2 separate regions of the Pan troglodytes genome follow, and region 1 is linked to region 2. A link is a contact called in public Hi-C data. All regions are on one chromosome and are shown on one strand. The core of a region is the stretch at or near the end of the contact, and the rest is flanking DNA. Distances in the headings are between cores, read along the strand shown.

Evidence for each region. Hi-C and Micro-C count contacts between places; a contact is called where the count stands out from the background.
Region 1: a Hi-C map of stem cell-derived neural progenitor cells shows a contact between it and region 2, with 2.2 times the contacts expected there. The contact joins the enhancer-like site here to the promoter of GPSM2 in region 2. A contact is called at or near these places in 2 of 7 Hi-C or Micro-C datasets (a lymphoblastoid cell line and stem cell-derived neural progenitor cells).

Annotation. Positions count from the first base shown.
Region 1 is chr1:122,654,519-122,661,887 of NHGRI_mPanTro3-v2.0_pri, forward strand. It overlaps AKNAD1 (AKNA domain containing 1), which reads left to right. Exons shown (of 16, transcript XM_016923697.4): 8 at 947-1,074; 9 at 1,479-1,560; 10 at 5,369-5,460. Among named protein-coding and RNA genes, the nearest start is that of AKNAD1, 25 kb to the left of the region's middle. Within about 2 kb of position 5,358, at least 5 of the 24 cell types and tissues checked have an H3K27ac peak or open chromatin away from gene starts, as enhancers often do. A contact at or near this core is called in stem cell-derived neural progenitor cells, where this site is marked.
Region 2 is chr1:122,612,190-122,619,259 of NHGRI_mPanTro3-v2.0_pri, forward strand. It overlaps GPSM2 (G protein signaling modulator 2), which reads right to left and starts at 1,456. Exons shown (of 17, transcript XM_009426928.5): 1 at 1,133-1,456; 2 at 793-836.

The DNA.
Region 1 (7,369 bases), core at 4,108-6,607, 46 kb after region 2:
AACAAACAAATCACCTGCCCTCAAGATGCTTACATTTCTGTAAGAGAGACATATACTTATTAAGTATATGTCTTAATAACAAATTAAGCCGGGTGCGGTGGCTCACGCCTGTAATTCCAGCACTTTGGGAGGCTGAGGCAGGCGGATCACGAGGTCAGGAGTTCGAGACCAGCCTGGCCAACATGGTGAAACCCCGTTTCAACTAAAGATACAAAAAATTAGCCGGGCGTGGTGGCGGGCGCCAGTAATCCCAGCTACTTGGGAGGCTGAGGCAGGAGAATCGCTTGAACCCAGGAGGCAGAGGTTGCAGTGAGCCGAGATTGCGCCATTGCACTCCAGTCTGGGTGACAGGGCAAGACTCCATCTCAAAAAAAAAAAAAAATTAACATATAATTATGAAATGTTAAAAAGCACAGTGCAGAAAATAATAATACATTCTGCGTGACTCTGAAGCCAGACTACCTGGTTTCACATACTGGCTCTGTCACTTATTAGTTTTGTGATCTTAGGAAAGTTATGCAACCTCTCTGTGCCTCAGTTCTCTCTTCTGTAAAATGCAGATAATAATACTTGCCTCACAGGGCTGTTATGATGTTTAAATGAGTTAATATAAGTAACGTACTGAAAATAGGGCCTGGCTCACAGTGAGTACATTACTCCTGGGTGTTAGCTATCATGACTATTAAGTAATGGGATATGACCAAAAGTAACTAAATGCAGAAGGTTTGAATTACTAAGGGAGAAGGTTTTTCAGAGAAGGTGAGATTTGGACTGAGTCTTGGAGGATGAGAAGACAGCTAGGTAAAGAGCTGGGGGAGACAGGGGTGGGGACGACAGGCAGGATGTTATGGTGCCTTAGGGGTGCTGTAGGGATGCTGAACTGATTTTGAGTCACCTCCAGTGGGACTGTGGCTCTAATTCAAGTCTTTCTGTGTGGCTCCCCCAGATTCCCAAGGAGCACCCCGGCCACCCTTCTGGGCCTCGAGGCTCAGGTGGGAGTGAGGTAACAGGGACACCCCAAGGAGGGCCGCAGGAGGCCCCCAACGAGGAGCTCTGTGAGCTGGCCCCGCAGACGTGAGTCCTAGCCCTGGAGCCCCAGCAGACATAGGACACAGAAAGAGGCCCCTTCCTCATGCAGCCTCCAGGGGGGCCCACGAGGCTCCCACAGGAAAAGCAGTCTTGGACCACAAGTTACAAAGCCTGGTAGCCTGGCTCCTCACCTGCCCCACCAGCAGGGCCTGGCCAGCCTCTGCAACCCTCTGGGCAGAGATCTGAGGGACGGGACAGCTGGGGCTGGGGGACGCGGGGAGAGGTGAAGGTCAAGCGGCCGCATGAGGCCCACAGCACTCTCTGCCTTAGGTTGCTCGCTCCCACCATCCCAGGGGTGATGCCAAATGATTCCAAATAGTGGAGCTCCCAGGTAGCTCAAGAACTGATTCTAACATTCAAACTGCTTTTTTTTTTTTTTTTTAAATTAGTTACCTAAACGGTCATTATGGAGATGCAGCTGCCCAGAACAAGCCAGACCAAGTGGCCATGAGGCTGTCTTCTAACTCTGGGGTTATGTCCTGCAGCCGGGGCCTGGCTGGGTTCTTCTCATTGTTGGCTCTTTAACTAAAACCAGTGTTGCTGAATGTGACTGTGAAATTGGCATAATCAAGATCACTTACCTCTTCCTAATGGCATCCTGGGTGTCAGTGCTGGTGATGGCTGGTACTGCTGACGGTTTCCCACTTTCTGCACTCCTGAGAATCTTGGCAGGCGTACCTAGACCGGAGCTTCTCCAACTTCTCCGAGCCTATGAATCACCTGCAGATCTTGTTAAAATGCAGGCTCTGAATCAGTAAGTTTGGGGCGAGCCTGCAATTCTGCATTGCTAACAAGCCCCAGGTGATGCCAAAACTGCTGGTTCTGGTCTGCGGACCACATTTTAAATTCTGAGGGTCTAGAGATTATTTCATTTCGAATGAATTGGAAATGCTGGGATTAACAACCCCGGGGTCTTAAATGATATTATATTATAATATTATAATAAGCAGTAAACAATGATATAATAATTATGTTGGCTCAGAGCTTTACAGTTTGCAAAGACTTTTTGCAGAGGAAGAGTAGTTTAGAAAGGTGATATGTGTTCAGGGTAAATGATAGGTGATATTAAAGCCCGGGTCTCCAACTCAGGTGGAGGGGCACCTCCCTGCATTCTGCTTATGTAAATCTGCCTTAAATGTCAGTGGAGGAGTAACCCTGTAAGCTCAGCAATGATAAAATATAAAAATTAAAAAAAAAACACGGGAAAAATGGATGAAAAAACCCTTATTTTTTTAAATTATAAAACTGATACATGCTTATTACAAGAGAAATGAGAAAATAAAGAAAAGTATAAAGAAGAAACTTCCACTGAGAGGAAAATCAATCTAATTTTTTTTTTTTGAGACAGTCTCGCTTTGTTGTCCAGGCTGGAGTGCAATGGTGCGATCCCGGCTCACTGCAACCTCTGCCTCCTGGGTTCAAGTGATTCTCCTGCCTCAGCCTCCTGAGTAGCTGGGATTACAGGCATGTGCCACCACATGCAGCTAATTTTTGTATTTTTAGTAGAGAGGAGGTTTCACCACGTTGCCCACACTGGTCTAGAACTCCCGACCTCAGGTGATCCACCCACCTCAGCCTCCCAAAGTGCTGGGATTACAGGCATGAGCCACTGCGCCTGGCCCATTGCTAATATTTTAGTGTATATCCTTCCAGTCTTTTTTTCTCCTATATATACATTTTGGCCAAAATAGGATTTTACTATATATATTGTTTTATGCTTTTCATTTAATGTTATATTTTGAGCAGCTCTCCACATCACTTAGAATAAACCTATCGCTTCATTTTTGATGACTGCACTATATTTCATTATACTAATGTACTCTGACACATTTAGACAATCTCTTATTGATGGAGATTTAGTTTTTTCCAGTTCTTTGATATCATAAACACTGCTTCAGGTAACATCATTTGACATGCAAACTTTTGTAGTTGATCATTTCCTTAGAATAAAACCCTAGGATTGCAGTTAATGGTTCAAATGGTACATGCTGAAAATTCTGATAATCTGGCCTTTAGGAAGTCCATGGGGGTTTATAGGCTTAGGGCAGTGCGTGGGAATGTTGGTGTCCCCAGTTTGAGCCTACCCCAGACATTTTTTTCTTTTTCCAACTTTTGCCAAATGCATAAGTGAAAACTGATATCTCATTATTTTAATCTTGCTATTTTTGAAACTCAATCTATTTTCATATGTTTCTTGGCCACTCGCACCTCCTCCTTGACAATATTGATATTTTAAGTTGTTTACAAAACTGAAACCACCATCAATTAAAAAAATGTAGATAGACAACTGAGAAAATATTAAGAGCAAATAATGTTCATTGTTGAGAACTTCATTATATCAAATGCTGTGACAAATTCCCCAAGGAGCAGAACTGTGGTTAAGAACACAAGCATACTGGCCGGGTGCAGTGGCTCACGCCTGTAATCCCAGCACTTTGGTAGGCCAAGGTGGGTGGATCACTTGAGGTCAGGAGTTCGAGACCAGCCTGACCAACATGGTGAAACTCTGTTTCTACTAAGACATACCAAAATTAGCTGGGTGTGGTGGTGTGTTCCTGTAGTCCCAGCTACTTGGAAGGGAGGCTGAGGTGGGAGAATCACTTGAAATTGGGAGGGAGGTGGAGGTTGCAGTGAGCCAAGATTGCGCCACTGCACTCCAGACTGGGCAACACAGAGAAACTCCATCTCAAAAAAAAAAAAAAGAACACAGCATACCAATCAGATAGGCAAAAGTTAAAATCCCAGCTTTCCCACTTACTCATGATGCAACCTTGCCAAATTGCTTAAATCCGCCAGGCCTCAGATTACTCACCATTAAAATGGAGACAACGTGCCAGGATGGTTGGAAGTATTAAGGAGACTATAAGGGAAGCACCTGGCACATCATGAACAACTAACAAATGGTAACAGGAAAACACTGAAACCCTCCAAGAAAATTAATGGACAAAGGACATGAGCTAAAAAGTCACAAGTAAGGCTGGGCGCAGTGGCTCACACAATTACTCACAATTAAAGTAATCCCAGTACTTTGGGAGGCCGAGGTGGGCGAATCATGAGGTCAGGAGCTCGAGACCAGCCTGGCCAACATGGTGAAACTGTCTCCACTAAAAATACAAAAAATTAGCTGGGGGTAGTGGTGGGCACCTGTAATCCCAGCTACTTGGGAGGCTGAGCCAGAAGAATTGCTTGAACCCGGGAGGCGGAGGTTGCAGTCAGCTGAGATTAGGCCACTGCACTCCAGCCTGGGCAACAGAGTGAGACTCCGTCTCAAAAAAAAAAAAAAAGTCACAGGTAGGAAATACAACCAATAAATAAGCATATAGGAACAGACTTATTTCCTTTAGTCACAGAGGAAATGCAAATTAACACAAAAGGTGACACACCCCTCCCTTCAATTAACAGAAACATTTTCAAGTGATAATTCCTGATGCAGAGGAAGGTGTGGTCAAACTGAGCCATCCACATTGTTGGTGGCTGTGAAATCTGTACAACTTTTGTGGAAAGCAATTTGGCAATATGGGTCATCACACAAACATGTTCGCAACCTTTGGCCCAGACATTTCCTCAGGAAGTAATCCAAGATGTGGAAAAAGCTATGTGTACAATGATGCTTCTGCCATTGTTTATAATGATGGGAAAAGTATATTTATTTTTTACTTACATAAAGGGTAAGACCTTAGTCAAAAATACACAGTGGGTGGTAACAGCCCTCACAGGTCAGTGGAGTAATTGTTTTGTGTTAAAGAGGGACATATAACCAATCATTTAGGCCCCCAGACAGTCCCTAAACCCTGTTTTAATTCATAGTTGAATATATTTATTTAGAAAGGCTTTTAGAGCTCTACTAGCCAGCGGTCAGATTAATAGATCTAAAAATTATGTTCCTAAATCTGTTCATTCTCTGGCGAAGCTTGGAGTAATTTGAAACTAAGGGAAAAATAAAAAGGGGAAAGTATTCTGTCATCTGTACACCAGATTTTAAAATCTGTTTAGAGGAGGAAGGAAGCAAGCCAGGGAGGAAACTTCCATTCTTCAGCCCAGGCCATTAGAGGCGCAGCCCTGACTGAGTGACACATCAGAACTAAGGATGGGCTCTTTCTTCTTTTCCTCCTGTCCCCCTGCGCCTCCCTTTCCCCAACTGGAGGAGAGGTTTGGCGAGTCTCTCCGCCTGAGGTGGCAAGTTCAGCCGGACCTCAGCTGCTTGCTGGGCTGTGCGCGTGCAGCTGCGGCGTGAGTCACATCCTCTATCACATCTCCATCTGTGTGCTTTGTGGCGCAGGAAGACCCCAAGGGCACTCCAAGAAGGCAGGATTGTGCAGAGACGACGGCACCCAGTCCGAGCTGTGCCTTCTGTCGCAGGCTCCTTGAATGGTGAGGGCTTCTTGCGGCTACATTCCCAGGGTGGATTGGAGTCAGTCCTGGCATAGTAACTCCAGGGAGAGTGGGCGGCAACTAACTGAGGCCACTGGCTGAGTTATAGAGTCACAGATCTCAGGCCTGGGCACAGAGCCCAGCCTCCCTCGCACCCTACAGATCCTCTAGCAGTGGTCCTCAACTGGGGAGAACATCAAAATCACCATGGGAGATTTTACAATCATGCACATGCCTCCATCCCACCTACTGTCTCAGCATCGCCAGCGGTGGGGCTCTGGTAGGAATATTGCTTTTAAATCTCCCCAGGTGATTCCGATAAGCCCCCTTGGTTAAGAATCATGGTTACAGCCCACGGAGGGTGGTCCTGTAGGCTTTTGAACATTGCCCACATGGGGGATTCTTATCCTGTATAACAAACAGCTCCCACCATCCCTACTCTCTCCTTATGATGAGCAAAAGTCTTCTCTGTTGGGTTTCACCTGAGCCCCCCAGTCCCAGGAACAAGCCTCATCCCTCTTCTCGGGCTGATTTCCTCCCATTCCTAAGGACGAAATCTTCCAGAGCTAACAAGCTGTAAATCATGTAAAATCCTCAGGAGAAATCCTTTGTTTTTGAAACACCCATTGGTGCAACTATTAATCTGTGTCGATTCAGTATCATTTATTTGAAGCTTCTTTCAGGTAGCGAGAGATGTTACCTCTAAGCTCACTGTGGACTCCGGCCAAAGCTTGGCTCATTGACCTTTGGAAGGTCAAGAGTCAGGGAGGCAGCAGGTGTTTAGCAACCACTGTTATATGTACGTAATGGACTCTAATAGAAGCAGATGACAGGGTCTGAAAGACTGAGGCTTCCTGTTAGAAAGCATTCCATTGTGGGAATGGGCACCTGCCTTAAGAGTTCTAATGAGTGTCCACCCCTGAGAAAAGAAACTGCATGAAGCTTGTGCTAAAAATGGTCATGTGTCATTGTGTGTGGGCCATTAAACCACCCTGTCAGTCATCAGCTTTGAGCTGCCCTTTAATCCAAGGGGCACTCATGAAGCTTACTCACTGAGTCATCCCAGGCCTACTATTTTTATTTATTGAATTAAAGTCTAATTTTGGATTTTTAAAGGTTTTACTAAGTATAATGAAAGTATTTTGACATTTAAGAACCATTTTTATTAAGCACTCAAGGTACTAAATTTCTCTCTTCTAAATTCCTAGTCTAGACCCTACAGAAGTACATTAAGTACCAAGACAGGGACCAATGTTCCAGACTAAATAATACTTTTTTATGATAGACAAGCTGGAAAGACAAGCACAACCAAGTGTAAAATCAAATATCACAGTGAATCCACTGCTGGGGAGTGATGAGAAGATACACATGACTTATGAATTAAAATCTTGTAACTTACATAATCCCTGAGGAATTATTGATTGAAGGGAGGACTATATATTCTTTCTGTTAGAAGATTAAATCTCTCTCTCTTGGGACTTGTCCTTTATGAAGCTTGCTGAGGTACATACTGTTTTCAGGATATTTGTAAATTGTTTATATATAAGTGGATAAATTACATATGTATAAAATGTAAAATATGCTTATCCCTTTATGTTATTTCTGATGCAAAACTTTGGATTTAAGTGTGTACTTTAGCTGCTTTGTCTTGTTGAAAAACTGTCTTCTCCAGAGGAATTATGTTTGGCCAGAAGATTTGAGTACACAAAGGAGTTTAAAAGCAGAAAAAGTCCTGTGTTGGACTGCATGCACTTGAGTGAGATCCACGTTTCCCACTTTGGAGAGCAGATGTTCAAATGCCCCAGAGGAGAAGGGTGGAGACAGAAAATGAGGTGTGAGAAAATATGTGACTCAAGAGGACAGCATGTTTTTCCAAGAGGAGGGAAAGAGCCTGGCTTCTCAGCCCCAG
Region 2 (7,070 bases), core at 206-2,705:
TAAATTATAAGTAATAGCCTGGGAAATAGCTTGCGAAAACGACTCCGTGGTAGTTGTAAAGAGAAGTAGGTGTGAGACCACCCCTAATCCCTGAGGCCCCCCTCTCCTTACACACACCATGTCAACCAACAGTGATCTACCCTTTTTAATGTTGTTTATTCACTTCTAAACAATCAACTAAAGCTGCTCCTGAATAGTGAGAACCCAATCAAAAGTGGTATTTATCAGAAGCAATCACACCGGCTATTATCAGGCCAGAAATCTTCGGTACACCCTTCTAAAGTGGCAGCTTGAAAACTCAGCTCGGTTGGTCCTGCTGACTTCCAACACACCCCACGAACGCTCCAATGCAAACCCGATAGAAAGGAAAGCCAAGAACCTACTTCGTTTAATTCTACGGTGTGGTTAAATTATGCATTAAGGCCAATAAAATTTCCATCCTTACTCGTTTTCTTTAACAGAGTTCAAATGCTACTAGTTCAAATGCTCTAATTGGTTACTATTAAAACAAGGAAATTACAGATTTTTTTTTATTCGAAGGTATTCTATAGATTTCAGGAAAGAGTTTTCTTAACGTTTTATGTTTACTTACTCTTTTTGCAGCAACTACCAATTTCTATGGTAAATCGACCAGTTGGTGCCCAAAAGTTCACTAATTTATGCACGGTCAAGGCAGGTATTTGCCATAAACTGCCTGGTTTAGGTAGGACGCGCCCGACTCCAAGTGATTGCAATCAGCCTCGGAATGAATTCCACGGGGATTCGGGCTTTAATTCACAATTTGTTACTTACATTCAGAGTGGTAAGAAGTCGCTGGACTCTAGTATAGTTTTTATCTTAAAAAAAAAAAAAGACTCAGGAGTGAGGCTCTTAACGCTTTACTCTCATTTTAAGACTTTCCGACAAAAAAGCAGCAACTCCTCAAGCCGAGTTTCTGGTTTCTTGAGCATCGACGCCGCGTCCCCGCAGCGCCCACAGGTCCCGCAAGCCCCCAGCCCGCCTCCTGCCCAAAACAAAGGACGTCACCCCCAGACCTCTGGACACAGAAGCCCCACACGCATGCACCCCTCCCTGTCACCTCCCTCCGAGAGCCCCTCAAACGCCTCAGACCCCGCGTCGCGGAAGCGCTCACCTCCCGCGGGCGGGCGGGTCCCGGGTACGCGGTGAAGGTGCAGCGGCGGCCGCCTCGGGCGACAGGCGGGTGGTCACGGCCCCTCCCCAAGGCAGGGGCACCGCAGGAGGCCGGCGCGCCCCCTGCTCCCGCCCCCGGCAGGTCACGTGGACCAGAGCTCGTAGAGCCCCTCGCTTTCCCGGAGCGTCCCTCCGCCACCTAGGGGTCCCGCCGCTCCGCCGGTCTCAACGCCGCCCTCCTCTGCGCCTGCGCCCCGGCTCCAGGCGCTCTCATTCAAACCGACAACGCCCCGCGTCTTTCGGACCGGCCAATGGCGGGCGGCGCAGCGGGGCGGGGCGGGGCGCTGGTTGCCCCCCTCTTCGCAGTCCTGGCGAACCGTCTGCGTGTCAAGGTGACAGGGGGCTTGGGAGCTTGGTCCTCCTGTGCTCCGGGACGTGTCCTCAACCCTCAGACTGAAGTTTCTTTCCTGTCCTCTTCTTTCTTCTTCAGACACTAAAAAGTAGAGCAATAAATATTGTCTAGAGTTGGCCGGGCGCAGTGGCTGACGGCTATAATCCCAGCACTTTGGGAGGCCGAGGCGGGCGGATCACCTGAGGTCGGGAGTTCGAGACCAGCCTGACCAACATGGAGAAACCCCGTCTCTACTAAAAATACAAAATTAGCCGGGAGTGGTGGCGCATGCCTTTAATCCCAGCTACTCAGGAGGCTGAGGCAGGAGAATCGCTTGAATCCGGGAGGCGGAGGTTGCCGTGAGTGGAGATCGCACCATTGCACTCCAGCCTGGGCAACAAGAGCGAAATTCCATCTCAAAAACAAAACAAACAAACAAAAAACATCGTACAGAGTTCAGATAGAGGCTGGCCTAGATCCCTTTAAAAAAGGAGCGCAAAACCAGCGCCGCCTTTTTGGAAGACTTGGTGCTGCGCTACAGAATGAGTGTCCCAAGCGGCAGATGCGGGATATAGAAGAAAAAGAGGCCTCTGTGGAAGGAACAGAGGGACCGTGTGAAAACTTGAACAAGGCAGCCTCAGTTCTTGAGGCTGTGCCCAACCCTGGCGTTTCCAGCTGTTGGAAAAGCAAACTTCTGTTGACTACAGAATCGCTGGTTCCCAGGAAAATTGGGTGGCAGTTTTACTCAGTTTCACTCAGTCTCAGCGCCTACATTCTAAAGACACTGGGAAGGATAAGTTTTATTTCCATTCACCTCTCCTCCATGTCAAGGTGACCCCAAAATAGTAGTCACCTTATAGTTTGTTCTTCACAAAATACCGGCCGGGCGCGGTGATTCACATCTGTAATACCAGCAACTTTGGGAGGCCGAGGCGGGGGGATCACCTGAGTTGGAGACCAGCCTGGTCAAAATGGTGAAACCCCGTCTCTACTAAAAATACAAAAATTAGCCGTGCCTGGTGGTGGGCGCCTGCAATCCCAGCTATTCGGGAGGCTGAGGCAGGAGAATTGCTTGAACCCAGGAGGCGGAGGTTGCAGTGAGCCGAGATCGCGCCACTGCACTCCAGCCTCGGCGACAGAGCGAGACTCCGTCTCAAACAACAACAAAAACCAAAATACCAAGACCAGAGTCTCTCTGGGGTAAAGCATCTGATGAATTTACTTAGATTATTTTTCAAATAGATATTTCTCTTCTGAAATGAAGTTTAAATGTTTCTACAGGGTAAAGGCTATGTTAAAGAAAACTCCGGGTTCAGTATCTCCGTGAATGATGGCCATAACCAGTGATCCAAGCAACATTTCCCATTAGGTGCATGTTATGGCAAATTGCTTAAAGGAACAGCTTTATCATCAAACTAGACCTGGATTTGAGTTCCAATTCTGCTACTTACTTGCTGATTGACCTTGAATGAGTTATCTTCTTTAGTCTTAGTTTCCCCAACTGTAAAACATAATAAAGCCTCTTCTAATAAGGGTTGCTATGATGCTTCTGTGAGGTAAGGTTGTTAAGTGGTTGACATAGGGCCTGACACATAGAAACTGCTCCATACTTGATACCTATTATCGTTATTATCAACAACCATCTTTAATATCAGGTTCTTGTAAATAACAATGGAATTGGTTGGCTGTACTGTTTCAGAGGTAGGTATTAATTCCTTCTTAATTATAAATTCTTTTAAAGTATGGATACTGTGAAAGCCACAAAGGAAATTTTATATATATAGAGAGAGAGAGACAGGACCTCCCTCTGTCACCCAGGCTGGAGATCACTGCACAGCAGCCTCAACCTCCCAGGGCCAAGTGATCCTCCGATCTCACCCCTCCCCTACACCCCAGTAGCTGGGACCACAGGAGCTTGACACTATGTCTGGCTATTTTTATTTTTTCAGTAGAGAAAAGGTCTCACTATGTTGCCCAGGCTGGTCTTGAACTCCTGGGCTCAAAGGATCCTCCTGCCTCGGCCTCCCAAAGTGCTGAGATTATAGGCATGAGCCCCCTCACCCAGCCAGAAGTACAACATTACATTCAACATGTCCAGAATTATTTACCCCCTGCAAATCTTCTCTTACACATGTGATTTCTATCTCTGATATTAGTTACTTCCATCTTCCTAATCACTCAAATTGAAAAATATCTTTTAAATGGCATAAGTCAGATTATGTCACTCTTGTACTTGTAAACCTTTAGTGATTTCCCATTTAATTTAAAATAAAATCCAAACTTCCTGTGGGGGAAAAGGCCTTAAGCCATCTTGCCCCTGCCAATTTCTCTCTTCTCTCCTATTTTTTCCTCCTGCTGCCTCACTTTCCTCCAAGTACACAGGGCATTCTTCATGCCCTAGAATGGACTAAGCCTCAAGGTTCTCTCAGTACCTCCTCCCTGCCTAGGTTTTCCCCAAGCTCTTTAAATGGTTGGCTTCTTTTCATCCTCAGCTCTCAGCTTATTCATTACAGTATTCAGCAAGTATGTATTAAACTTCTGCTGTGTGTCAGGAGCTGTTCTAGGTACAGGGAATATAGTAGTGAGCACAACAGAACACAGCCCCTGATCTCTTGGAGCTCAACAAAAATAAACAACAAGAAATATCAGGACTGGGTGTGCTCACACCTGTAATTGCAGCACTTTGGGAAGCTAAGGTGGGACGGCTGCTTGAGGCCAGGAGTTTGACACCAGCCTGGGCAACATAGTGAGACCCTATCTCTACAAAAATAATTTTTTTTTATTAGCCTGGTGTGATGGCACACACCTGTAGTCTCAGCTACTCGGGAGGCTGAGGCTGAGGCCCAAGAGTTCAAGGCTCCAGGGAGCTATGATCCAGCCACTGCACTCTAGCCTGGGTGACAGAGCCAGACCCTGCTTCAAGAAAGAAAAAAGAAAAAGAAAAATATCAGGTTATGATAGGTACCATGCAGAGAGTTACAAGAAGGGTGATGTGAGAGTGAGTAAGTGACTACTTTACTTCACATTGGGGGCTAAGATAAGGAAGTCCTCTCTGAGAAAACAGCATTCAAACTGGGATTTGAATTATGAGAAGGAGCCAGCCTTCAAGCAAACTTCAGGGAAAAGCACATTAGGAAAAGGCAACAGCCAGTGCAAAGTCCTGCGAGGATTTTGCAGGATTTGAGAGCTTTGTGGACTTGAGAAACTGGAGGAAGGCCACTGTGGCTGCAGTGAGAAAGAAGAAAACATACAAAAGGCAATGTAGGCCTTTGTAAGCCAGGGTAGTGAGTTTGGACTTTATTTTCTAAATATTATAGGAATCCTGTGGAAGGTTTTAAATATGGGAATAACTTCATCTGATTTATATATATATATATATATATCTTTTTTTTTTTTTTTTTGAGATGGAGTTTTGCTCTTGTTGCCCAGGCTGGAGTGCAATGGTGCAATCTCAGCTCACTGCAATCTCTACCTCCAGGGTTCAAGCAATTCTCCTGCCTCAGCCACCCGATTAGCTGGGACTACAGGCATGTGCCACCATACTCAGCTAATTTTGTATTTTTAGTAGACAGGGTTTCACCATGTTGGTCAGGGTGGTCTTGAACTCCTGACATCAGGTGATCCGCCTGCCTCGGCCTCCCAAAGTTCTGGGATTACAGGTGTCAGCCACCACGCCTGGTCCTGATTTATATTTTTAAAAAAGCACTCTGGAACAAATCCAGAATTTGAGACATTCTGCAACTAGCCCAGACTCTTTATAAATGTCAATGTCATGAAAAACAAAAAGGCACATTAGTCTTGCTGGGGATCCTGGATCAGAGAGAGAGAAAGAGAGAGAGAGAGAGAGAGAGGAAGGGATCTGTTTAAAAACATACTGTGATCTGTTCCATAACATTTATGTTTAAATGCCTATTTTATGCCAGGCACTTTGCTGGATGCTGGGAACACAGCAATGAAGTTTTTACCACATCACTTCCACAGTACTAGATGAAATCCCCTGGTGATCACACTGCTGACAGGCTTCCTTGACCATTTTCCAGTGTGTTGGAGTAGGGGGAGAGCACTGATAATGTACATAACCTCACAACATGTGGGGTTGTTAGGATAGGCCAAACTTTGCTTTAAGATGAAACCAGGGTGGCTAGACTTCCCTGAATTATAAACGACCACACTGAATCAAGGCAAACTTGAATAACCAAGTAAATAACATTTGTTGCTTCCCTCCCCCAATAAAATCTATCAGAGTAACAGTGCTCCCTTGACTAAAAGAAAGAAGATTGGTTGTGTAGTTTCCTCAGCAAGAATGTGGACTTGATAACTCCACCTTTTAGAATAAAAGGAGATCCGGTGCGGTGGCTGATGCCTTTGATCCCAGCACTTCAGGAGGCTGAGGTGGGAGGATCGCATGAGCCCAGGAGTTGGAGACCAGCCTGGGCAACATAGTGATACCCTGTTTTTACAAAAAAATAAAAATTAGCCTGGTGTGGTGTCATGTACCTGTGGTCCCAGCTGCTTGGGAGGCTGAGGTGGGAGGATCACTTGAGCCCAGGAGGTCAATGCTGCAGTGAGCTGTGCTTGCGCCACTGCACTCCAGCCTGGGCAACAGAGCAAGGCCTTGTCTCAAAAAAAAAAAAAAATGTGTGTACATATGTATATGTGTGTACATATATATACACACATACATATGTATCTATATATGTATGTACATATATACACATATATAGGTGTATGTATATATATGAAATAAAAATAGAATAAAAGAAGGAAAAAATGAGGGTGTGGAGTAGGTGAGTGAGTAAGAGCTTTCCAAAGGAATAGCTAAGAAAAAGAGAATGGGAAGGAGACTTCAAAATGCAGGGAAACAGCCTACTAACATGCCTAATCTCTCATGTGAAATCTAGAGTAAATCAGTAAATAATAATAGCTAAGATTTATTGGTGCTAGATATATGCCAAACACTAGTCTAAACTTTTTTCATGTTTGAGGATTATACCTGGACATTGACTGATGTAAAGACTAAATGAATTAATACATATAAAGTGTTTAGAACAGGGCCTACCACATATAAGTCCTAAATTTTGCTATTATTATTATTTTAACTATAATCTCCACGGCAACCCTATGAAGTAGGTACTAACATCATCCCCATTTTACAGTATCTTAGGCTGGTTTCCCTAGAAGCCAATCCTGAGATGGGATTTAGATCCCTGTAATTTATCGAGGGAGGGCTCTTTAGGAGGAACCCATAGGGAGAGAGTGAAACAGGATAGGGAAGGGGAAACAACCAAGAAAAACGGATCTTAGGAAATCCTAGCCTTGATCTGCTCTATTGAGGGAGGGCTCTGGAATCTAGAGCATAAACCAAACTGCAGAATTAGCCCCATCTTACACAAAGGTGTTTGTACCTTTGTATCAGGATAAAGTGGGGCGTAACTGCACCCCCCCAAGTGTGGCTGCCTTCCCTAGTGTAGACTCTCCAGAGAAAAAGGCACCTGTGAGCTCTAGCAGCCAACCTCACAACAGTGGAGAGACAGGTGTACTGGCCAGT